7 separate regions of the Mus musculus genome follow, and regions 2, 3, 4, 5, 6 and 7 are each linked to region 1. Evidence: chromatin contacts called from public promoter capture Hi-C data. All regions are on one chromosome and are shown on one strand. Each heading gives the region's core, a stretch centred on a gene start, on an enhancer-like site or on the middle of the called end of the contact. The rest is flanking DNA. Distances are from core to core; before and after follow the strand shown.

What was found. Promoter capture Hi-C pulls out the DNA fragments that hold promoters and counts their contacts.
Region 2: a promoter capture Hi-C map of liver shows a contact between it and region 1, with 4 times the contacts expected there. The contact joins the enhancer-like site here to the promoter of Irf2bp1 in region 1. A contact is called at or near these places in 4 of 39 promoter capture datasets (embryonic stem cells, hippocampal neurons and liver).
Region 3: a contact with region 1 is called in a promoter capture Hi-C map of pre-B cells, with 3 times the contacts expected there. The contact joins the promoter of Kptn here to the promoter of Irf2bp1 in region 1. A contact is called at or near these places in 3 of 39 promoter capture datasets (embryonic stem cells, liver and pre-B cells) and 2 of 115 datasets of contacts at active chromatin or transcription factors (astrocytes and embryonic stem cells).
Region 4: a contact with region 1 is called in a promoter capture Hi-C map of pre-B cells, with 2.4 times the contacts expected there. The contact joins the promoter of Sae1 here to the promoter of Irf2bp1 in region 1. A contact is called at or near these places in 2 of 39 promoter capture datasets (embryonic stem cells and pre-B cells) and 2 of 115 datasets of contacts at active chromatin or transcription factors (astrocytes and stem cell-derived neural progenitor cells).
Region 5: a promoter capture Hi-C map of liver shows a contact between it and region 1, with 5 times the contacts expected there. The contact joins the promoter of Ap2s1 here to the promoter of Irf2bp1 in region 1. A contact is called at or near these places in 5 of 39 promoter capture datasets (hippocampal neurons, liver, neutrophils and 1 more), 3 of 115 datasets of contacts at active chromatin or transcription factors (astrocytes, embryonic stem cells and kidney) and 1 of 9 other capture datasets (liver).
Region 6: a promoter capture Hi-C map of liver shows a contact between it and region 1, with 4 times the contacts expected there. The contact joins the promoter of Fkrp here to the promoter of Irf2bp1 in region 1. A contact is called at or near these places in 9 of 39 promoter capture datasets (the HPC-7 cell line, embryonic stem cells, hippocampal neurons and 4 more) and 5 of 115 datasets of contacts at active chromatin or transcription factors (embryonic stem cells, epiblast stem cells and stem cell-derived neural progenitor cells).
Region 7: a promoter capture Hi-C map of hippocampal neurons shows a contact between it and region 1, with 6 times the contacts expected there. The contact joins the promoter of Gng8 here to the promoter of Irf2bp1 in region 1. A contact is called at or near these places in 11 of 39 promoter capture datasets (the 3T3-L1 cell line, the C10 cell line, the HPC-7 cell line and 6 more), 7 of 115 datasets of contacts at active chromatin or transcription factors (astrocytes, embryonic hindbrain, embryonic stem cells and 3 more) and 2 of 9 other capture datasets (embryonic stem cells and liver).

What each region holds. Positions count from the first base shown.
Region 1 is chr7:19,002,408-19,005,759 of GRCm38.p6, forward strand. Irf2bp1 (interferon regulatory factor 2 binding protein 1) reads left to right here and starts at 1,651. Exons shown (of 1, transcript NM_178757.4): 1 at 1,651-3,352. The coding sequence starts at 2,030.
Region 2 is chr7:16,011,082-16,014,433 of GRCm38.p6, forward strand. It overlaps a transcript of Bicra not described here. Among named protein-coding and RNA genes, the nearest start is that of Bicra, 13 kb to the left of the region's middle. Within about 2 kb of position 1,735, at least 65 of the 459 cell types and tissues checked have an H3K27ac peak or open chromatin away from gene starts, as enhancers often do. A contact at or near this core is called in liver, where this site is marked.
Region 3 is chr7:16,118,330-16,121,681 of GRCm38.p6, forward strand. It overlaps Kptn (kaptin), which reads left to right and starts at 1,547. Exons shown (of 12, transcript NM_133727.2): 1 at 1,547-1,852; 2 at 2,161-2,243; 3 at 2,383-2,467; 4 at 2,541-2,595. The coding sequence starts at 1,630.
Region 4 is chr7:16,386,010-16,389,361 of GRCm38.p6, forward strand. It overlaps Sae1 (SUMO1 activating enzyme subunit 1), which reads right to left and starts at 1,887. Exons shown (of 9, transcript NM_019748.3): 1 at 1,632-1,887. The coding sequence starts at 1,741.
Region 5 is chr7:16,736,616-16,739,967 of GRCm38.p6, forward strand. Ap2s1 (adaptor-related protein complex 2, sigma 1 subunit) reads left to right here and starts at 1,829. Exons shown (of 5, transcript NM_198613.2): 1 at 1,829-1,923. The coding sequence starts at 1,921.
Region 6 is chr7:16,814,940-16,818,291 of GRCm38.p6, forward strand. Fkrp (fukutin related protein) reads right to left here and starts at 1,793. Exons shown (of 3, transcript NM_173430.2): 1 at 1,761-1,793; 2 at 125-187. It overlaps Strn4 (striatin, calmodulin binding protein 4), which reads left to right and starts at 950. Exons shown (of 18, transcript NM_133789.3): 1 at 950-1,695. The coding sequence starts at 1,414.
Region 7 is chr7:16,890,301-16,893,652 of GRCm38.p6, forward strand. Gng8 (guanine nucleotide binding protein (G protein), gamma 8) reads left to right here and starts at 1,486. Exons shown (of 4, transcript NM_010320.3): 1 at 1,486-2,056; 2 at 2,150-2,211.

The DNA of each region.
Region 1 (3,352 bases), core at 401-2,900:
GAAACGATAAAAATAGGCAATTTGTTTAAGGGAGAAGTGTTAAAACAGTAATGCAGGTGGTAGTTAAATTGTAACGCTGAAATAGAAAGCCAGGGCTGCTGTGACTACTCTGGGGTGGGGGTGAGAAAACCACCAAGCCTCCACTAAGTGCAAACCTGGAAGAACGCAAAGAAGACACTGGGGGGGGGGGGGGGAATTGAGACCACCAGCGGGGATCCAGGCCAAGTGAGGGGAAAGGGCTGATGTGAGCTAGGTCCTGGAGACATATGTCGCTTCTCCTAGCTCCCCCCACCCCCCCAAAAAAGCTAAAAACATGGGGTGCCCACAGCCGATTGGGCCCACCAGGCCATTAAGCACTTGGAGGTTTGGGGTTGCCCTTCCCAGCAATCTCCTCTTGGCTTCCTCATTCCAAATATAAGAGTAATAAGAGCCCCCTAACCTGGGGGGTGGGGGTGGAGGGAGAGGGCGAAATTCCCTGCTAGCAAGGGGGGGGGGCAAGAATCGGGAAGGCCTTCCCCCCCCAAGCTTCCAAGCAGAGGAAGTACGTCAGTGCGTCCATCTCGCAGAGCATTTTGGGAATTGTAGTGAAATTGGAGGTGTACCGAGAAGCCAACTCTGTAACCCTTTAGAGACCAAATACGTGCACAGCTGGAGCAGAATTGGCAGGCTCAGAGAACGTTCTTTAGCAGATGAGGAAACTAAGGCAGCCGCCTGGCTCGGAAGCCTACAGTCTTATCATCCTGTAGCCTCTGGGCCGCCCTTGAGGCTAGTACCTAAGACACTGGGAAGGACAAACTGCCAAGTAGACACTACTCTCCAAGAGTTGCCTGAAACCATCCCCTTGAAACCGTCCAATCAGAGCCTCTCCGCCCCAATTCCCCCAAAGCTGCTGCCTTTCTAACCGGTTATTGGCCCTTCTTGAAGGGGCGGGATTCTAAGAGAGGGCAAGACTCTTCTAGAACTGCTCAGCAAATCAGAGCAGAAACTGCTTTCCGGCTTCTGGGTATGGTGTCGGGACTGTAAACCCACAAGGAGGCTGAAGCAGGGAGATTGCAGCAAGTTTGAGGCCAGCCTAGACTACATAGGCTAGCCTTCTAGGCCAACCTGAGCTAAAGAATAAATCTAAGTCTTAAGAAAGAAAGAGGGGGGGCTGGTGAGATGGCTCAGTGGGTAAGAGCACCCGACTGCTCTTCCGAAGGTCAGGAGTTCAAATCCCAGCAACCACATGGTGGCTCACAACCATCCGTAACGAGATCTGACTCCCTCTTCTGGAGTGTCTGAGGACAGCTGCAGTGTACTTACATATAATAAATAAATAAATAAATAAATCTAAAAAAAAAAAAAAAAGATTGTTTAAAAAAAAAAAAAAGAAAGAAAGAGGGGGCGGGGAAAGGGGGGAAATTGCATCCACAGCAACTTGGCCACCCGAGCATTTATGAAACCATTACCCACTCCATGGACCCTGTGTGCGAACCCCAGCTTCCTGGCGAGGCACAGTGAAAATTAAGCACCCAGACCAGCGCGCGCCCTCTTTTCCCGCCACTGCTTTCTACCCAGTCCCCTTTAAGAAGCAGCCCCGACGGGACTACATTTCCCAGAAGGCTTTGCCCGCGCGTTATGTAACTTTCCCTGCGAAGCGGCCTCTGGGGCAGAAGAAGGAGGTGGAGGCGACGGCGGCCGTTGCAGCGGCGTCGGCGGCGCGAGCGGAGCGGCGGGAGCCTGGGGCGGCGGCGCCCGAGGCCCATCGAGGAGCTGGAGCTGTGCATCGCGGCTCACGGCGCGGACCGGACGGGGGCGCCGACGTGCGTGCTCGTGGCTTGCCTTTTCCACCGGAGGCGGGAGTGAGAGAGAGAGGAAAAAAAAGGCTGAGGGCCCAGGGGGCGGGGAAGGGGGGCCGGGCCTGAATCCGGCGGGGAGGCCGAGCCCGAGGCCGGATTGAGCGGCTCGCGCGCCCGTCCCGGGGCACGGCGGAGCGAACGTGGGCGGCGGGTGCACAGCAGGGGCACCTGGCGGCGTTCCGGGGGGCGCCATGGCGTCCGTGCAAGCGTCCCGCCGCCAGTGGTGCTACCTGTGCGACCTGCCCAAGATGCCGTGGGCCATGGTGTGGGACTTCAGCGAGGCTGTGTGCCGCGGGTGCGTGAATTTCGAGGGCGCGGACCGCATCGAGCTGCTCATCGACGCCGCCCGCCAGCTCAAGCGCAGCCACGTGCTCCCCGAGGGCCGCTCGCCCGGACCCCCGGCTCTCAAGCACCCGACTTCCAAGGACCTAGCCTCCACGGGCTCCCAGGGCTCCCAGTTGCCACCCCCGCAGGCCCAGGCGCAGCCATCGGGGACCGGCGGTAGCGTCTCAGGCCCGGACCGCTATGACAGGGCTACTTCATCCAGCCGCCTGGCGCTGCCTTCGCCGGCTTTGGAGTACACCCTGGGGTCCCGCTTGGCCAACGGGCTGGGCCGCGAGGAGGCCGTGGCGGAAGGGGCACGCAGGGCTTTGCTTGGCTCCATCCCCAGCTTGATGCCCCCCGGGCTGCTGGCAGCTGCAGTGTCTGGCCTTGGAGGCCGAGCTCTGACGCTGGCACCTGGCTTAAGCCCCGCTCGTCCACTTTTCGGCTCCGATTTCGAGAAGGAGAAGCAGCAGAGGAATGCGGACTGCTTGGCAGAACTGAACGAGGCCATGCGGGGCCGGGCGGAGGAGTGGCATGGGCGTCCCAAGGCTGTAAGGGAACAGCTACTGGCTCTGTCCGCCTGTGCCCCTTTCAATGTTCGATTCAAGAAGGACCACGGGCTGGTGGGACGGGTGTTCGCCTTTGATGCCACTGCCCGCCCTCCGGGCTATGAGTTCGAGCTGAAGCTCTTCACCGAATACCCCTGTGGTTCTGGCAATGTTTACGCGGGGGTCCTTGCAGTGGCTCGCCAGATGTTTCATGATGCTCTTCGAGAGCCAGGGAAGGCCCTGGCCTCATCGGGCTTCAAGTACCTCGAGTATGAACGGCGCCATGGTTCAGGGGAATGGCGCCAGTTAGGAGAGCTGCTTACGGATGGGGTCCGCAGCTTCCGAGAGCCTGCTCCTGCGGAGGCCCTGCCCCAGCAGTACCCAGAACCGGCCCCTGCTGCTCTGTGTGGCCCACCTCCAAGAGCCCCATCCCGAAACCTGGCGCCCACTCCACGCCGTCGCAAAGCATCCCCTGAGCCCGAGGGCGAGACAGCTGGGAAGATGACCACGGAGGAGCAGCAACAGCGGCACTGGGTGGCGCCAGGCGGTCCATACTCTTCAGAGACCCCTGGTGTGCCCTCACCTATTGCTGCCCTCAAGAATGTGGCCGAGGCTCTGGGCCACTCACCCAAGGACCCTGGT
Region 2 (3,352 bases), core at 485-2,984, 3.0 Mb before region 1:
CACATGAGTGGCAGATATGGTGGCTCAGGCTTGAGCCTTGGTTAAGCAGGACAATGGTGAAGAGTTCAGGGTCAGCCTGGAATGTATAGGGAGAACCTTTTTCTGAAAACCAAAGGCAGGGGGCATGCCTAGATTGTCCAAGTGAAGGTCTGGGGGCGTGGCTCAATGGCAGAGCTCCTCCCTAGAATCCCCCAGTGAAGGGCTGGGGGCGTAGATCAGTGGTAGAGCCCCTGCCTAGAATCCCCCAGTGAGGGGCTGGGGGCGTGGCTCAGTGGTAGAGCCCCTGCCTAGAATCCCCCATTGAGAGAGCTGGAAGTGTGGCTCAGTGGCATAGTGCTTGTCCAGCACATTCAGGGACCTGAGTTTCATCTCAAGTACAGAAAAAAAGCAAAAGCAACAGCCCCCTCAGTCTACAGAACCAAATGAGAAAGAACTCTTGCCAATAGGCTCTGACTGGCTGCTTCCCTGGGAAGGAAGTTGTTCTCTGAGGGCTTAGGTGCCCCCTGCACCACAGCTCTAGGACAGAAGCCGCAATCCTTCCTTCCACAGCAGCACAACCCTGCTGTGCCCCACCCTCTGCCATCTCATTCTCGTTCAACACACAGGAAGAACCCAGGTTGGCTCATGGCTGTCAGCCAGCACCTTTCCTTGATTCCTAACCTTATTCAGTGTAAACCTCAGGCTTTACACAGGAACCAGTTCTAAATGGTCTGCCTGGTCCCTTCTCTTCCACCCTCCCACCAGCCATATAACTTTTTCAGTTTTCCTCCCATGCACCGATCGATCCAGGCACGAGTCTATCTCAGTCTATCCACGTGACTGCTCCTACTTCCTGCAGTGCTTTAGTCCTCCCTTCCTCCCCTTTCCCAGCTGTCGCCAGTCACTATCTCAAACCAACTGCACCTAGACCAGCAAGCCTTGTTCTTGGTGTATACTCCTTGTAATGGCTGTTCCTGGTTGTCAACTTAACTATATCTGGAATGAACCACAATCCAGAATTGGATGGCTCACCTGTGATCCAGATCTTGAGGCTGGAAGACACAGGTTTCTGATCTGGATCTTAGCATGGGGATCTTGAGGCACAGTGGCTATGAGAAGCTTAGGCCCAGGCAGGGTAGTACATCCTTTTAATCCCAGGAGATCTGTGAGTTCAAGGTCAGCCTGGGACAAAGCAAGTCCCAGATCCAGATGGGGTGGTACACACCTTTAATCTGGGCCACACCTTCTGCTGGAGACCTACACAGGACACTGGAAGAAGGAAGATTCTCTCTTCGTGCCTGCTTGCACTTACTTGGCAGCCCAGCTGCTGGAATCGACTTCTAGAGAAAACCAGCTGAAACAACTAGCCTTGTGGGACTGAGCAACTACTAGATCCTTGGACTTCCAATTCATGGCTGACCATTGTTGGGGAATTGGGACCGCAGACTGTAAGTCATCATAATAAATTCCCTCAATATAGAAAGACATTCCATATGTTCTGTGACTCTAGAGAAACTTGACTAATACACCGCTCCCTCTCCAAATCTGCTTTTCTCCAAAAGGGTGGCTGACATGCCATAAATATGATTTATCTGAGTTCCTGTCCACCTCCCTTGGGAGGAACTCCGGGCCAGTATTCTTGCTCTGGGCACTTTGTGTGAACGCTAACTAGATGAAGATGGGCTATGCCCAGTGTGGTCACAGCTGGAGCTGAACATGAGGGGCACCTGACCCAAAATTACCAGGATCAGGGCATGGGACATCCACAGGCGACTGTCGGTACTGCACCCTGCCACTCAGACAGGAGGCCCAGGGGACTTGCCAGGTATTGAAGGAAAGGGGGTGAAAGGTCACAGGATGGGTCACACCCAGGGTGGCCACTCAGTCTGTCTGGGAAGACAACTGCCAGGCTTCCATCCACAGTCACCGATGGTGAGCAGAATCAGCCAGGGCCACCAGGGAACAGAAGAACAGTTAAAGGACCCAAGCAACAGGAAACTAGGTCCACACAAAGACAGTGCGTTTCCACAGGAACCTGCTGGGACGGCAGCTCCTCAGGTGTCCTCTCTCGCTGGCCCTTGAGAATAGCTCAGGAGGATGACCTACGGCTTCCACCAGCAAACACCAGGCTGGGGAAATCCCAGTGGTTTAGTAGGTGGAGTAGATCAGAAGTTCGGGGTTATCATCCACCACAGAGCAAGCTTACCTCAAGACAACAAAGTCAACTGAAAAGTGTGGGAAAACACCCGCCAGGGGTTAAAACCAGGGAGCAGGGATTCCACAGGACCACTCACCCCATGAGTCCTCATGTATCACGTGGAGGGCAGGACCCCAATGGATCCCACAGGCAGCAGGGAGCATAGTGGAAGACTGCCATGCTCATTCATGAAGAAGGTTCAAGAATGTACAGTGAGAACCAAACATGGACCAGGCAGGTAGATACTCTTGATGTTAATTTCACCTTTCTTTTTTTGTTTTTGTTTTAAGATTTATTTATTTAATGTATGTGGGTACACTGTCACTGTCTTCAGACACACCAGAAAAGGACATCGGATTCCATTACAGATGATTGTGAGCCACCATGTGGTTGCTGGGAATTGAACTCAGGACCTCTGGAAGAGCAGTCAGTGCTCTTAAGCTATGAGTGATCTTGCCAGTCCTAATTTCACATTTTGGAATAAGGGGAAGATGTAGACCCTAAAATACATTCCAGAATGATCCCAACAGCACACAACCCATATGCCCTCCAATAGGAGAAGGCAGAAATATTAAAAAGGTCAGCAAGACGAGTTCCCATTCATGACCAGTGGGACTATAAGCTGGTCAGCCACCGGGAAGCCATCTGGAGGTTGGCTGTGAAGGTAATGGTGAGCTAGCTTCTGAGCAGACGTCCCACCCGTTCTTACATAAACAGCATAAATGAAAACACATGTTTGTGGAAAAACTCACAGTGCTGTTCATGAGAACTCAAAGGAGAATGAATCCACTCAAACATCTACCAGCCATGAGTGGGTAACCCAGACAAAGCACTGTCACTCACCCACAGAGAGGAGGGCTGATAAATGTTACCACATGGAGATAGCCACCAGACCAGAGTGATTACTGAGCCTGTCATCTACGAGGCTGAGGAGGATTTCAAAATCAAGTCCTGTCTGCCTGACTAACATAGTAAGATGTTCTTTCAAAATAAAGAAGACTTTTTTTTTTAAAGTTAAGAACTTTGGACTCAGTAGTAGTGCACTCACCTACTACGATTTCCCAGTAGGCTGGGGGCGTGGCTCAGTGGTAGAGCCCCTGCCTAGAATCCCCCATTGAGGGGCTGGTGGTGTGGCTCAGTGGTAGAGCCCCTGCCTAGAACTCCCCAGTGAGGGCC
Region 3 (3,352 bases), core at 297-2,796, 2.9 Mb before region 1:
GGTGTGTGGGGTTAAGGCAGGGACTTCTTTCTACTAATGTACTTAGTACTTCAAGTTAACTGGCCCATGAGCTTCCAGCTCCATCTCTCCAAAGGAGTACTAGGACTACAGATAGGCACCACTTCCTCTGACTTTTTCCATGGATTCCACAGGTTGGGCTTGGGTTGCTGTGAGGCTTGCATAGCAAGCATCCTTATCACCTATGCCATCTATCTGGCCTAGAGTCGGCAGGGTTTTGGCATATCTACGGAGCCTGCTTTGTGTCTGAGGCTATGCATCCCAGGTGCTGGAGTTGATTGAAGTGGCAGATCCAGACCCCCTGAAAGGCCTCATAGCACCTGGCTGGTAAGCCCTCCATCACAGAAACCTCAGTCCAGATCCTGCTCTCCCTCAGCGTCGGGCTCAAACTTTGTAAAGCTCTTTGCATAGTTCTGGTGAGAAGTTTGTGAGGGACTCTCTAAAGGGTGTGATGGCACCAGGAGCAGTGTGAGTGGACAAGGTAGCCATGGGTCCTGCAGACTGTCACTATGAATGTTCACTAAAGCAGGTAGTCTCTTCTGCCATCAGGATGGACAGGTTAACTGATCTTTTCCCTGGTACAAGAATACACTTTACTGTTTTAAAGATAATATTGCTTAAAGAATTTACTTAACTCAGTTGGCCTATATAATAGATTCAAGAGTACCTTAGGGCCAGCAAGATGGCTCAGCAGATACTGGTGCTTGCTACCATGCCTAAGCAGTTCAATTGCTGAGACCCAGAAGGTGAAGGGAACTGACTCCCAGAGTTGTTCTCTGATCACATGCCATGGTACATGTGCCCATACAGAAACATACACATAAGTGTTTTAAAAATATTAAGAATACCTACTTTAGAAGGGCACGCCTGTGTTCTTGGCACGTGGCATACAGAGGTAAGAGGATTGTCACAAGTTTGTTGCCAGCCTGATTTGTAAATTATTGGTTCAGCCAAGGCTATGGAGTAAGATCCTGTCTCTAAAAGTAAAAAGTTTAGATATGTGCCTCCACTTCAGCTTGCTTATGAGTTTAAATAAATTGGCAGATCGAATGTGCTTATCCAAAAGGGTAGTAATTAGGTTTTATAATTGTTTTGTTGTTCAGATAGTTTTTGTTGGAGAATGAGTGTATTTATAGGAGTGCATGTGTGTGTAGAGAGAGACAGAAGTTGGGGGCTGGGAGTGTCTCCTGCAGACCGACGGGCCTGAAAACTACTTATTACTTAAGCTTAGCCTCTAACTTTGTAGAAGGGTTGAAACTGCTGCGACTGCCTCCACTTCCCAAGTGCTGTACTCACAGGAGTGTGTGCCCACCCACAGTTCAGGGTGATACTTATTCTCCTTTACACACTGCTTTCAGAGAGGCCCAGAGACGCCTCCATTCCCCCATCTCAAATCCTGGAAGGCCCTCTCCATAGCTCCGAAATGGGCAAGGACAGAACACTCAGTTGCAGAAGGGCAATTTTGTCTGGGCCGCCCAGTCAAGGAACCAAGCGCCATATTTGTAGAGGGCAGTAACCGCAGCTTCTTGACGTCATCAGTATGCGCTAGTGGAGGTTTCCTGACAGGTTGGGGAGCATCAGGCCATCTGGGACCGATCGCGGAGGGCCAGGATGGGGGAGGCGGCCGTGGCAGAGGGACCTTGTCCACTGCTGGAGGACAGCTTCACGCGCTTCTCGTCGCAAAGCAACGTGTACGGGCTTGCTGGAGGCGCGGACGGGCGAGGGGAGTTGCTGGCCGCCACTCTTAAAGGCAAGGTGCTCGGCTTCCGCTATCAAGACCTCCGACAGAAAATCCGGCCTGTGGCTAAAGAGCTGCAATTCAACTACATTCCCGGTGCGTGGCGCTGTGGTGCCTGGGGCGGGACTAGAGTCTGGTGTTGAGGATTCTAAGATTGTCACTGTGTTGCGAGGTCAGGGTCAAAACTGATAATCATTAGGGTTCGAGACAGTGGTCATCATGGCCTGAAAGTAGTTAGGGTTCAGGATTCCGCAAACATAAGTTATCAACAGCATAGTAGTCGGTGTTCAGAGGTCATGATGATAGCGGTCAGACGCCTGCATCTGCTGTGGTATGAAGTTAGTGTGGTTAGGCTGCAAGAGTGGAGACCTGCCTAATCAGTGAACTTTGAACTCCCCTCATAGTGGATGCTGAGATCGTCTCCATCGACACTTTCAACAAGTCACCCCCAAAACGGGGCCTGGTTGTGGGCATCACTTTTATAAAGGTACCACAGCACCCTCCACCTGTCCACGCCCTCCTCCTTAGTCACTGTGGATCCCACCAAGTCTCTCTCAAGTGCTCTGAATCTACTCCAAATGCCTGTCACCTCCCCTACCTCCCCTGAGAGAAGTTTCCACCCCCAGGACTCAGGAGACAAGGGCAGTCCGTTTCTTAACATTTACTGTGACTATGAGCCTGGCTCAGAGTACAACCTGGACTCTATTGCAGGTGAGTGGGGCTTAGGGGAGAGCGTAGCTGGGGCTGCCAGGGGCTGCTGGGCTTAACTTGTGTCCTTCTGCAGAGAGCTGCCTGAATTTGGAACTCCAGTTCACACCTTTCCAGCTGTGCCACGCAGAGTGAGTGACCCTGGGCACCCATGCTCTCCTACCCTTTCCTTGCACTCAGAGGCTTTTGCCCTATCTGGAAAACAAAAGGCTTTTCCTCTACTAAGGATTGGAAACAGGTAGTGTTAGGGGCCCAAAAGGTGATGGGAAGTATAGCCGGGAAGTGGGGTTTCACTGAGCTTTAGCAGACTGGAATCCACACACCTGCCATCACCAGTCTGGTTCTCGTGGTGCTTTTCAGAGTGAATGCAGCCAAGATGGTTACATTGTCGCCCCTCAGGTAGATCATTCCAGTGGGTTAATTGAGCACTGGGAACTCAACTTCCAAAATTCTAGATCTCTACTTCCCAGGCCTGGAATTGTTCTGTAGCCCGAGAAGCCCTGAGATTCCCAGATTTAAAAGATGCAATTGAATGCTGAGGATACATTCAGGCAGTAGAATACTTGCCTGGCACACAGAGCTCTGGGTCCCATCCAGAGCACACATACCAGTGGTGCATACCTCTAATGTCAACGCTCAGGAGACAGAAGCAGGAGGATAAGAATTTGGCTCAAGGTCATCTTTGGCTGCATGAGTTTAAGGCTAGCCTGGGTTATATGAGAGCTGTCTCCAAAAAAAAAAAAAAAGTTGGGGGGGGGTTCTATCAAACCCAGCAGCTCCTGAGATTCTGTACAGGGACCTGTAAGGAGGTAGAATACAGACCATCTAGAATCTTCACAATTTAAAATCCCAAAGAAAGTGGGTTCATAAGCCGGGCGTGGTGGCACA
Region 4 (3,352 bases), core at 637-3,136, 2.6 Mb before region 1:
TGCCTGACAGTGTTTTTGTTTTTTAAGATTGTATTTATTTACTTATTATATGTAAGTATACTGTCGCTATCTTCAGACACTCCAGAAGAGGGTGTCAGATTTCGTTATGGATGGTTGTGAGCCACCATGTGGTTGCTGGGATTTGAACTCCGGAGCTTCAGAAGAGCAGTCAGGTGCTCTTACTCACTGAGCCATCTCACCAGCCCGTGTTTTGGTTTTTGAGGTTAGGTGTCCCTGTACAACTCACGATGGCATTGAACTACTCTGTACTGAAGATTAACTTTGAGCCCACTCCTCCATCCTCAGCCTCCTAAGTGCTGCAATGTCAGGTGTATGTACGACACTACCCTAGAGCCTTATCACTATGGAACTTTATTATTTATGAATATTGCTCTTAGTCCCCATCAAAACATAAGCTTCAAGTTGGGAAGGAGCCTATTTAGTTCAATAAAAAATGCTCAAGGAGCCCAAGTAAGATGCCTCACCAAGTAAAGTGCTTGTCTCAAATGCCTGGGGGACACCTGGCAACCTGAGTTTAGACCTCAAAAATCTACATAAAGGAACTGACTTCACAAAGTTGTCCTTTGGCATCCACATCAACACCATGGAAAACGTACAGAGAAGTCAAAACATAAAATTCTAAAACCTCTCCCCCAAAAAATGCTCCCCCCAAAAATGCCTAGGGAGCCAATGTGTGATGATGCATGTATTTATCTCAGCACTTAAGACAAGTAAGATCTCTGCAAGTTCAAAGCCAGCCTAAGCTATAAAAACAATTACCTTTGGAGTTTGTTTTGATTTGAGTCAGGATCTCACTGTGGTAGCCCTGGCTGTGTTGGAACTACATAGCTCAGACTAACCTCGAACTCACAGACATACTCCTGCCTCTGCCTCAGGAGTACTAGAATTAAAAATATGAACAACCATATCCCCACAAAATATAATTTATAACTTGAATATGTTAAGGAAGCCAGGCGTGATGGCACGTGCCTTTTTAATCCCTGTACTCATTCGGGATGCAGAAGCAGGCAGATCTCTGAGTTTGAGATCGTCTACAGAGCGAGGCCCAGGACAGCCAGGGCCACAGAGAGAAACCTGGTCTGGGGGAAGGGGAAAGAAAAACAAACAAACAAACAAACAACCCAACGTCTGTAGCTGTGTGCTGAATAAATTGGGCCACTCTGCGCCTCTCCAGGGGTCCCTTTGTCAGGACTTGCCCTCAAGCACTCCTCTAGAGGAGCCTGTGGGGTTTGTCAAGTCCCCAGGGCGTCCAACACAGGTTCCCATGCATAGAAATTAATGAGCTCAGCCCGCCACCCCCCTATTTTGCACTAATGCTCACCCCACTTAGACCCTACAAGCCTCACCTAAATCCCACCATCACCAGGTACTGACACCGAGGGAGCCTCAAGTTCAAATCCTCCCTCTCCCCCGCCTCCTCCAAGGACACTCTCAATACTACACAGGGGACATCTCCACCTCCGGTACTTTGCAGAAACACCGTCCATTCGTCAGTTCTGAAGCACTAGGAAACCCAAGTGCAGCAATCCCGCCTCCGCTCCACAACAGGGCCGCACCCACTCCCTCAGGGCCCACACGCCGGCCCGCAGGATGCCCGCGGCGCCCCTCACCGCTTCTGGGCCTCCAGTCCCCACAGGCGGATCTGTCGGTCATACTGCGCTGCCTCCTCCTCGCTGATGCCACCGCCGCCGCCGCCGCCAGCCTCCTCCTTCTCTACCATGGCGCCGGCTTTCAGCTCACCCGCTCCCGCTCTCGCTAACCGCCAGCAGCGAGTCCGTGCACCGGGGACGCGCTTGCGCCTGCGCAGAGAGCCGCGCCTGCGCAGTGCCACCTCCGTGCTTTGCGGGAGACCACGTGGATACCGAAGACTCCAAGGCCCGCTCGCTGCCCCATCACGTGATGGAGACGCCAATCAATCCCGGAGAGGAAAAAGAAAAAAAAAGAAAAGTGGCGGGTGTTTTGATTCCTCGAGGATGTCCACGCGGTCATTTATGAAGCGGATCTGGATCGAGTTGTCACCGGGATTCCAGCATCGATGGTGTGGTGAAATAAAGATACTACTTTAAAATAACAACACATGGAGCTCACTACCTATTGAGGCGAAAAAAATAAAACAAAAGAAAGCTAGACTTTCCTCCTGGACAGAAAAAGAGGAAGGACTCCTCTCTGCCCTCTCCTCTCCTGACACATTCTCAAATCCTTATGTAAGATGCAAGACTCAAATTGATCATGGTGGGCTATGCCTGTAATCACAGCTTTTGGACAAAAATAAGTGAAAGGAATCAAAAGTTAAAGGCCAGCCTGGGTTACATGAGATCCTGTTAACAGAAGCAAACCTAAATTTATGAGCTCGTGCCTGTAATCCCAGCATTCATGCCTTCACAAGGCTGAAGTAGGAGAATTACTACGAATGAGATCCTGTCTCAAAACCGTCAAGGACTGAAAAGATGGCTCAGTAAAGTGCTTGCCTGAGTTTAATATCTATATTCCTATTTAAAACAAAAACAAAACAAACAAACAAACAAATTTGTAGTGCAGATTTGTAATCCCAGCACTTGGGAGAAGGTTTTCTGGGCCTTGCTCAGACCCACACTTATCTAACCAACAAACCCATATCCCAATGAAGATATCCTGGGTCAAAAACCAAGGCTGATGCTGGGTGATGATGGCTGCCCAGAGCTTTAATCCCAGCACTCTGGAGGCAGAGGCAGGAAGATCTCTGAGTTGGAGGCCAGCCTGGTCTACAGAGTGAGTTCCAGGACAGCCAGGGCTATATAGAGAAACCCTGTCTCAAAAAACAAAAACAAACAAACAAACAAACAAACAAAAAAGAGTTCAAAGCTGGGGCTGGAGAGATGGCTCAGTGGTTAAGAGCACTGACTACTCTTCCAGAGGTCCTGAGTTCAATTTTCAGCAACCACCTGGTGGCTCACAACCATCTCTAATGGGATCTGATGCCCTCTTCTGGTGTGTGTTTGAAGACAGCTACAGTGCACTCACATAAATAAAATTAATAAATAAATCTTTAAAAAAAGAGAGAGAGTTCAAAGCTGGGGCTGGCGAGATGGCTCAGCAGTTAAGAACACTGACTTCTCTTCCAAAGGTTCTGAGTTCAAATCCCAGCAACCACATGCCCTCCTCTAGTGTGTCTGAAGATAGCTACAATGTACTAAGATATAATAATAAATAAATCTTTAAAAAAAAAAAAACAGAGTTCAAAGCCAGTCTGGACCACATAGCAGGACTCTACCTCAAAAAAAAAAAAAATTAGAATAAATCCCAGTATGGTTACACATGCCTTTAATATGCCTTTAATAGCAGCACTTGGAAG
Region 5 (3,352 bases), core at 579-3,078, 2.3 Mb before region 1:
GCGTGAGAGAGAGAGAGTTTGTGTGTACGTCAGAGGACAACTGGAGAGGGCAACTGGAGAGAGTCAGTTCTCTCCTTCCTCCATACAGGTTCTAGTGATTGAACACAGGTCATCGTCAGGCTTGGCAGCAGTTGTCTTTATCCACTGACCTATTTGCCTCGTTCAGGTTTTAGAATTTTGAGACAAAGTCTGACTCTGTAGTCGAGGCTAGCCAGAGAGTCCCTATATAGTACAGGATAGCCTTAATCCATACCAGTACACTTCCATGGATTTACAGACACTGTGTCTAGCCCAATTCCTATCTTTATTTTATTTTATGTACATATGTAGTTATATTTATGAGAAAACCTACATCCCTAAGCTCAACTAAATAGAGCACTGCGTAAGCATAGAAAGGCAGTTAGTTACATTTTTAGGTCCACAGCGTAATGACTTGTTTAACACTATTTCTGCTGGGCATCAGTGGTGCATACCTTAAGTCCAGGTAAGCAGATCTCTGAGTTCAAGTCCAGCCTGGTTTACAGAGTGAGTTCCAAGACAGCCAGGACTACATAAGAAACCATGTCTCAAAAGTAAAATAAAATAAAATAACCTACTTTTCCTAAGACTGGTGTGGTGGCATATGCCTATACTGTAGCCCCTTTGGTGGCAGAAGCTGCAGGATCAGGACTCCAACTGATCCTCCCCTACAAGGCTAGTCCTAGGCCAGTCCGGGATACATAAAACCCTGAGCTTAGGGGCTGGTGAGATGGCTCAGCGGTTAAGAGCACCAACTGCTCTTCCAAAGGTCCTGAGTTCAAATCCCAGCAACCACATGGTGACTCACAACCATTGGTAACGAAATCTGATGCTCTCTTCTGGAGTATCTGAGTACAGCTACAGTGTACTTACATATAATAAATATTTTTTTAAAACCCGAGTTTAAAGGAAAAAAAAAATCACTGGAGGGAAGAGTGAAACATGCCTTCTGAACGTGACAGAGATGATGCCAAACCTTACAGCAGCTGGGAGTTACTGCTCAAGGCCTGTAGGAGACCAGGCCCATCAGCATTTCACCACAGGTGGGCACGGATTGAGATGCTGGAGAGAAGACTCAGTGTTTAAGAGCTTTTGCTACTCTAGCAGATTCGGCTCCCAAACTCCAGTTCCTAGGTTCTTATGCTGTCTTCCACCTCTGTGGACACTGCAGGCATACTATAGACTTACCTACATGCAGGTGAGAACTCAAATACATAAAATAAGCAAAAAATTAAAAACCAGTCGCCGAGGGTGCGAGGGTCATATTCCCAGTAGTGTATTCTGTTAAAAGATGCCCATGCCCAAGTAAGTAACGCTCACATCCGCAACCCCAGATCAATGCCGTGGGTCACACGCTCCGCAAGAAAAACATACATGAAAAAAGGAACACTTTGGGGAAGAAAGGGTTTTGGTGGAGGAGAAAGAAGTAAGCTAATAATAATGGGGAAATATTATCAAAGCACATTATATGTTATAATTTAAAGCAAAGTTGAAAAGAAAAAACTACTATTCCCAGCATGTCCTTGCTGGTAGCTTTGGGATCGAGGAGCACTAGAACCACATTTCCCGAAATGCAACGCTCACTCAGTCTACTTTTAACCTATGGAAATTGTCCTTATTCAGAGTCCTTCATCCACAATGCATTTGGTACTCGCATTTGGCGACTAGGTCTCTTGATAGGAAAAAGGGCAGTCGCAGAGCATGCTGGGAAGGCGTTAGACCGGGGCCACCCTTGCCAACGCGTGCGTTTAAACTACAACTCCCAGAGGGCCGTGCCCGAGAAGGAAGGCGGGTTCTCCTGCCGGAAGTCAGTTCTAGCCCTGGGCCCCACAACTGCAAGCAGAGCCGGAGCCGCCCTGTTACAGCGGGACCCGGGCCTCTGGGGTCCAGACAGGGGTCGCCATGGTAACGGGGGGAGCGTCGTACCGGGGACAGGCAGAGGGGGGTGGTTCACGTACGGTCCCCGGGGTTTCGGTTTGGAGGTGACAAGCTTCCTCCTGCTGCGGATGATCCGGGCCGGGCGCGGGTTCTCGGGATTGGGGTCAGGAATGGGGATCAGGGGCTGGATGCTGCGCTGCGGGGTGTGCTTGTGGTTCCAAGCAAAGGATTTGGAGGGGAAGGAGTGTCCAGGGGAGGGACTGCCTTGGTGGGAGACATTTGGGGGTGATTTTGAAACCACAGAGGCGGGAGAAGATATTGGAGATGAGGAAGGGATGATGGAAAAGAACCAGAGACTCTACAGACAGGGTAGAGAGGGTTCCTTATGAGAAGGAAGGAGCTGGTTTTAAGGAGAGCTAGTGTTGGGGCAAATTGGATATGGCCAGGGTAGATGCTCTCCAGGGGAAGAAGAGGACCCTGGAGGCCGGAAGTTAGCCCCTGTAGGATTAGAGTTAGGCTGCTGCAAGAGGAGAGAGGGCTGTAGCAGTAGAAAGTGGATTCTAGAAGAAAATGGGGAGCAACTGAACAGAATGTTCCACAGAGGAGAGGTCCGGGGTGCAGAGTAGACTTGGAGGCGTCACATTTGAGGAGGGGGAGCTTTGGGAGAAGGGCTGAGCACTGGATTTAGGGGAACCTCCACCTCCAAGACGGGCCTTTTGGAACTAAGAGTTCTTTGGATAGGGACTTGGAGAAGAAGACTTGGGAGGGGGATGTCAGAACAGGAGGTGAGTAGAGGTCTTGGAGGTTCGATGCGACCTTTGTAAAAAGGGAGGCCAGCCTTGGACAGGGAGAAGGGGTGCTTGTAATGAAGGACAGGTGAAGCTTCCCGGAGTCGGGGCCAAAGGTGCTGGGGTCAGGGGGATGGAGGTTACAACGAACAATGTGGGGAGGTGGTCGGGAGGCTCCCTGAGGGTACAGCAGAGGGATGGATGTAGGGACTAGGGGCTGCTCAGATGTGTTCCCAGGAGTGAAACGATTCTCATTGAGGGAAACAGAAAGAAGTATTGGTTGAAGTGGGGTAGGACACAGAGGGCTTAACTCAGCCTTGCTTCCAGCTGTTCTTCCCTTCTGCTCCTGTGCCCACCCCCTTCCCTTCCTGGGTTTCCCTGGCTCAGCAGAAGTAGTTCTTGGAAGGGGCATGTAACATCCTGTTTGTGGTTTTCTGCTTAGGTTGAATAAGGCAGATAGGTTGAGGGAAGAATGAGGCTCGGGAAAGACCATGGAAGCCAGTAAAGAATCCAGGGCTCAGGGTAAAGACTTGGAGGAACTAGCTCTGCTTTCTGGTTGTGATAACTATGGGTCTTAGCTTTGTCATCTGTAAAATGGGCAAGAGCATATATGACTGGACAGACAGGGCTTCAAACTAGGCTTCCCAGCAGGGAACCCTTGAGCCCTG
Region 6 (3,352 bases), core at 543-3,042, 2.2 Mb before region 1:
TTGGAATTAGCCTTAGCCTTTTCAATCACAGTAGGTACAAAAAGGAGACCCATTCAGGAAAGCCTTTAAGGACATAGAAAGGGCAGTTACCCATGTGATTACTGTGACATCCAGGGACTCTTACCTCCCTAGGTTTCAGGCTGAGGGTGATCAAGAAGAGTGGTTTCACCTTGGGTCATCTGCCCTGCTGAGGGAGGAACCAGAAAGCATCAAATGAGCCAGCCCCTCCCAACAAAGTGCAATTTCATTCTACCCGCCCGTGAAAGTAGCTAATGAAGTCACAGACTCTTTTGTCTATTTGAAGTCCATAAGCCTGGTTACCACTTCAGTCGTCTCAGGAGTGATGTGGTGGGTAGGAGTCATCAATTGTAAGCTATAACTATCCCTCTTCCATGATGGTGTCCAGAAGGGCAGAAGTGACAGCAACTGTTACCATGACAACCTCTTCTCTAGACTCATGCATCCTTTGGAGCTAATCCTAAACATCCCCTATCTTACAGGACCTGATTGCTAGGATCATCAGACTGTGGGAGATTGCCCTGTTATAGTAACCAGGGCATGGATTTAACTGTTTCTCATCTCCCTGGAAATGGTCCAGGCCCTGTAACCATAGCAACTGTCCCACAGCAGCACTTGTCTTCTAAATAAAAACACCTGGTTGGTTTATCCATGGACTTTCCATAAGGGAAGGGGAGATGGTTACCATGGTAATGGCAACTGGGTTGGCTGGGGGAGGAGTGGGACAGAGGCATTCCTCTTAGAGGAATGTCTTTGGGGCTGGGCCTTTTTTCTACCTGAGCTCTAGGTGAGGGGAGGTTGCTATAGTAACTGATGAGGATAGGGTCAGAAGAACCACCAGGGACTTGGGTTACCTTAGCAACCTCCTCCTAGTGCAATGATAGTAGAGGTTTGGGACTCCACATATGCAAACTGGGAAGGGGCCTCCAGATTGGATAGGGTTATTATGACAACCGACTTCCTCTGGTCAGAGCCCACTCCCCACCCCAGGTCGTCTTTTTTGTTTTTTGTTTTTTTTTTCTTCACTAAGTGAAAGAGATGGGGGTGTATTTGCATTTGGAGGGGATAGGACTCTGACATTGGGGAGAATGCAGAAAAAAAAGTCCGGTCTGGTCTCTCGACCGCAAAGGAGACAATTGCGAGGGACCCTGGGTCCTTTGCCTACGTAGAGGCAGTCCCTCCCCCTCCCTGTCAGCACCCCCGCCCGCGCGCACCACCGGGGTCGACCCGGGTGGGTGGGCGAGGCTCGCGCCCAGCCCCGTGCTTGTCCCCGCTCCCCTCGCCCGCCCAGCGCGCGCGCGCGCGCACACGAGGCGGGGGTGTAGAAGTGTGAAGCTGCGCGTCCGCGCAGGCGCGCGAGGTACAGCGGGCGCGCGGGCCGGCCCCGGGGCCTCCATGATGGAGGAGCGAGCGGCCGCCGCGGTCGCATCGGCCGCCTCCTCCTGCCGCCCTCTGGGCTCGGGCACGGCTCCCAACCCGACGGCGGCGGCCCCGGCCTCCAGCCCTGCTCCTGGGCCCGGCCCGGTAGGAAAAGGAGGTGGCGGCGGAGGCAGCCCGGGCCCTACGGCGGGCCCGGAGCCCCTCAGCCTGCCGGGGATCCTGCACTTTATCCAACACGAGTGGGCACGCTTCGAAGCCGAGAAGGCCCGCTGGGAGGCCGAGCGCGCCGAGCTGCAGGTGAGCGCCACCGCTGCCCTCCCGCGCTCCCCGCCCCAGTCCTGCCCGGCCCGGCCTCGCCTCACCCGCCGCCGCCGCCGCCGCCATCTTGGAGCAATGGCCGCCGGGACGGCCGGGAGGGGGCGGGCAGGGCCGGCGACGGGCCGGCGGCGGGGTCCTCGGGGCCTCGGGGCGGACGCGGGCCGGGACCGGTCAGAGGATCTGAGCAGGGCCGAGTCTGCCGGGAGCCGCGAGTGGGAGTGACGAGCCCAAGCCCAGAGAGCCTGTCTGGGCGATGCGACTCGGGGTTCCCGGGGGACAGAGTGCTGAGAAAGTGGATGGGGTCTGCGCGAATAAATATGCCACGCCTCGCCTCCGGATCCTAACCAGATGCTGGCTGTCAGGGTGGAATGGACTAGATGTCTAGTGGGGTGACACACTCTTAACATCCACTGGGTGCAGGGAGTGAAGAGAGGAAGACTGGAAGCTGGCATGGGGTACCTTGGGGGAGTGGCTGGCCCGGAGCAATTGAAAGGTGGGAGGAAGCTTGATAGGAAGGGGTCCCAGGATGAAGTGTGTGGCCTCCTGTCCAAGAAGGACACTTTGGGCACGTGTGGCTACAATGTAGGGACACATTGGGATCGTTTGGGTGGAACCACGGAGAGGGTAGAGGACATGTTTTGGGCTCCCCCAGGAGAGCTTGAGAGTGGGAAGCGACATTTTGGGTGCTTTAAGGAATTAGAGTTCCGTTATGAAAGATTTGAGGATGTTAGGTAGAAACCCCTGAACTGTTAGGGCGTTTGTTGGGTATATTCAGTGGGAAGACAGGAGCGTCTGAGATGCTGCACACGGTGAAGAGGGATGGAGGTGCCTTTGGGTGATGAGTAGGGGGAAAAGACAGCACGAGGAGGGACTCCGTGAGGGAAGTGATTGTGTAAGGGCCTCTAAAGGGACTTGATGGTTTGTGGAGAAGAATGTGCCAGGTGATGGCTCGTGGAGTAGAAGTTGGGCTGGGCTCTGTGACCTTGAGCTAGGTACTGCTTGTGGGGAATCAGAAAGGTGAGCACTTCAAGGCCTTCAGGGATGGGCCCCCAGGAGTCAAATGGTTCCTAGGCTGGGATGTTATTAACAAAAACAGTCAGCGCTTGGTTTCTGGCAACCCATCTTTCTGTTTCCAATGTGCTCTTTCCTGTCAGATTGAAATGGAGCCCCAAATAAGTGACTGATTCAGTTTTTGTCCATGGGATGAATGCCAAGAGCATTTGAATTTTGTGTATGTAGCTCCCATCCCTGAGAGAGAAGTCCTTATGTAAGTGCTCCTCGTGCTGTGCCCAACTCTAACTCAGGCTCTTTCCCAGCATACATCTCATCAGATCTTCTCAATACCCCATTATGTAGGCAGGGCCAATGTCATTACCTCACTCAGCAATAACGACAGCAGCTGCTATTTATTCAGGGCATATTATGTGCCTGACACTGTATTAAGTATTATACATGCTATCATTTAATTCTTGTGGCATTCTGAGAGGGGAAATGGTATCCCTTCCTCTCTTTTTTAATAAGCAGGGGAGGGAGATGCTACGGATCCCAGCAGTGGTGGCAGTGCTGACTGTGTCTTTTCCCTGTCTGACACTGAGCACAGGTGAGAAAAGTCTCTAAGGAAGCTTAGAGACCTCAC
Region 7 (3,352 bases), core at 236-2,735, 2.1 Mb before region 1:
GCTATGTAGCCAAGGCTGGCCACATGCTGAATCCTTGAATTACTGGTATCTGTTTTACCTGTGGTTTCCTGCACAATGGAATCCCTTTACCAGCTAAAATACAACCCCCAGTCCCCTCCCCCACCCCCCCTTTTAGGCTGGTCCACTTTCTAGCACCAGTTGAGATGGAAACTTACTGTGTAGTCCAGGCTATTCCAGAAGTTCTGGTCCTCCAGGCTCATCATCCCCAGTGCCTGGATTACAGGTACCCTGGGACTTGATTCTAGACAAACACCTCAAAACTTCTCTACAAGGAACATGTTGACAGGGTCAGAGGCAGAAGGCAGAAGCCAGCTGAGGAAGCCAAGAAAATAGCGAAGCTGAATTGAGTTTGTGGGAAGAAACTGGATTCTGGACTTACTTTAAGATGCTTAATGATTAAGGACTTCGAGATGGTTCAGCTGGAAGATGGCCTTTGGCACCAAGCCTGTGGGCCCGAGTTCCACCCTGGCACCCGCATGATGGAAGGAGAAAACCGAGGCTCCCAAGGTGGTCTCAGTTCCACACCAAGGCTGTGGCACTGGCACACACCTCCCCATACACACAAAAAATAAATACGTAAAATGTAAATCTGCAGATTAGGAGGGAGCTGGAGGTTATCCAGACCGTGTCTGTTTGTCCTCCATCCTCCTTCCTCTAGCCTTTGGTCCGGAGACGGGGCTGTCACCCTGCCTTTCCAGCTTTAAGTAAGCTGGGTTTCTTCCCCAGTGGCGGCCGAGGCCAGATCTGGGGATGAAAACCAGCTGCGGGAGGCGCCGGGCTCGGCGCGCGCCCAGGCCCCTCCTAGGCGCCGGCAGACACCAATCTTTGGCTCCCCTCCCCCTTCCGCAGTCCCGGCCCCGGGCCCTGGCACGTCCGGCGCGCCTGATACTTTCCAGATGTGGGCCGTGTTCTCCTTCCAACCTGGCCCTGTGAACCCACGAGGGAGGGGGGGCAGGGAGCCAGGGTTCCATACTCCCAACTCCAAAAAGCTATCAGGGTGGCTCTGACTTGTCATCCCAGCTCCCTTGGAATGGCCAATGCAGGAAGGTCGCAAGTTCAAAGCCTGCCTTGGCCACAGAGAAAGTTCAAGGCCAGTCTAGCGCAACTATAGGAGACTGTCTCAAAATGAAAAAGTTAAAAAGGGCCATGGGATACAGCTCAGTGGTTGCTTAGCACATACGAGATTTTGGAGTCTATCTCCGGTACTGCCAGGTGGGAACTATCAGAGGCTGGTATCTTTCCCCACCAGTTTGGCTTCCCAGGGCAGGCTGTGAAAATAGGGTTGAGCTGTCTGCAAAAGAAACGCTTCTCCTTACTCCACCCCTGCCCAGGGTTCCAGCATCCCAGAGAGCCAGAATGAAAAGGAACGTTAAACCCCGCCCTCACATCCCTCCAGGCCACGCCCCATTCAACACACCCCACAAAGCCCCTCCCTTGATCACACCCACAGCATGCTCTCTCCCTATAGGCACGGCCTCCGCCGTGTGGTCCAGCGGGGAAGGCTCCCTCTGTCTCTCTTGTCTCTTGGCAGGCTTGACTCGGTCTCTGAGTGTCTGTCTCCAAGGCTCAGTCTGTGTATCTGTCTCCTGTGGCCTCTCCCTGTGCATCCATCATCTATCCTTCGTCTGTCTCTCTGTGAACTTAGTTCTGTTTCTCTTTGCAGTTCTCACCGCCCTCTGAAGTTCTCTGTCCCATTTTCCGTCCTCTCACTCTGATCCCTCACTACTTTCACCTTCCTAGGGAGCCATCTCCCTCTCTTATCCTTCTTGGGTCCCCCAGATCTCCCGTTTCTATCTTCTGCTGGGCGGACGGGGACGCCTAGTCTTCGCCTCTTCTTCTGCTTGAGCTCCTGCAGCGACTTTGGTTCGCGGGCGCCACCGTGTGGCCAATAGGGAGTCCTTGATGGCGGCGAGGCAAGCAAGCGATGCTGTGGTCTGGATGCGACGTCCAGAGGTGGTGCGACCCACGCCAGTGTAAGGGCACGCCTCAGAGGTGGTGTGGGACGCCAGCAGATGATGTGTGACTGTGTGACAAGGTGAGATTAGGAATGACAAGAAGGGGTTCAGTGGGACTGTTAGAGTAGGTGTGATGTGTGGCTGACCATGTTATACTTGTTACACTTTATCAGCGAGACTGTGGGCCACTGTGTATGGCATTGGACCTGAGAGAGGACCTGCCTGGAGACTGTTCGTAAGTCTGACCACATGTAAGGGTGACCACGCGTGTTACAGAGCGTAGAGAGTCAGGGGAGCTGGAATGCCCAAGTGATCAAATGATCGAATGCAAGAGGGAGGCTCGGGAGAGGGACCTAGTGTGGCCAACTGTGTGGATGTGAGACAGTATGTCTGCCACACTGGTGAGTCCTGAGAAACTGGGTGACCACGTGTGACGCTGAGAGGTTGGCTTGTGTTTGTGACTGCCTGTGCAAAGGTGTGTGATTGTTCTGGGTGGCAGAGGTGAGTTTACAGGGTCTGCGAGACAGGGAATGTTGAATGTAGAAGAGAGAAACAGTGAGTGAGTGAGTGTGACAAGTGTTTGTAGTATAGACTTCAAGGCCCAGCAAAGGCTGTGCCCACAATGGTGTGTGTGTGTGTGTGTGTGTGTGTAAAAGACCATGTTATCAAATGTCAACAATGTATGATACCAAAAGACACTGTGCCGCTATGATAGTAATAACATGTGACACAGTATGGGGAGGGAGAATGTGGGCCACTGTGTATCAGGAAATTGACCAGGAGTAAATGTGACCACACAAAGGCGCTCCTGGAAAGAAAAGCACGTGGTTCTCTGTCACACTAGGCAATGGAGCGCTTGGCAGTGAGGCTGAACCAGTATGTGGTTGTGTGAGACTCCAAGACAGTGTGAATGCGAACTTCAGGAGAAGTTAAAGCTGCACTGGTAGGTAACAATGTATACATTTGACTCTCTAAGATACTGTGCCTGACTGTGCAGTGACCTCTGCTGTGAGAAATCATGAGTGTCAGCAGTGGGCAGGTATATTAAGGACCTTTGTCATTGTGTGTTGGGTTAAGTGGGGGGGTGGGGGGTGGGGCGGGACTGGGTTACTCAGTGACCCAGCAAAATAGGATGCATCCCTGTGTGAGCGACTTTTGAGTCTGTGTGCTGTGATGTGCTGTGATGGGGTGAGGCTGCTACTCTGATGGCCTGTGAAAGAGTGGGAGGCTGAGTGGGAAGAGGAGAGGCTTGTGTGCATGAGCGTATACACCTGGAGGGCCCGTCTTTTAGTGCAAGTGTGACAGAGGGACTCCAGAGAAAGACAGGCTCTAAACAGGAATGGCTGAAAGAGAGAGAGAGAGAAGGAGGAGGAGGA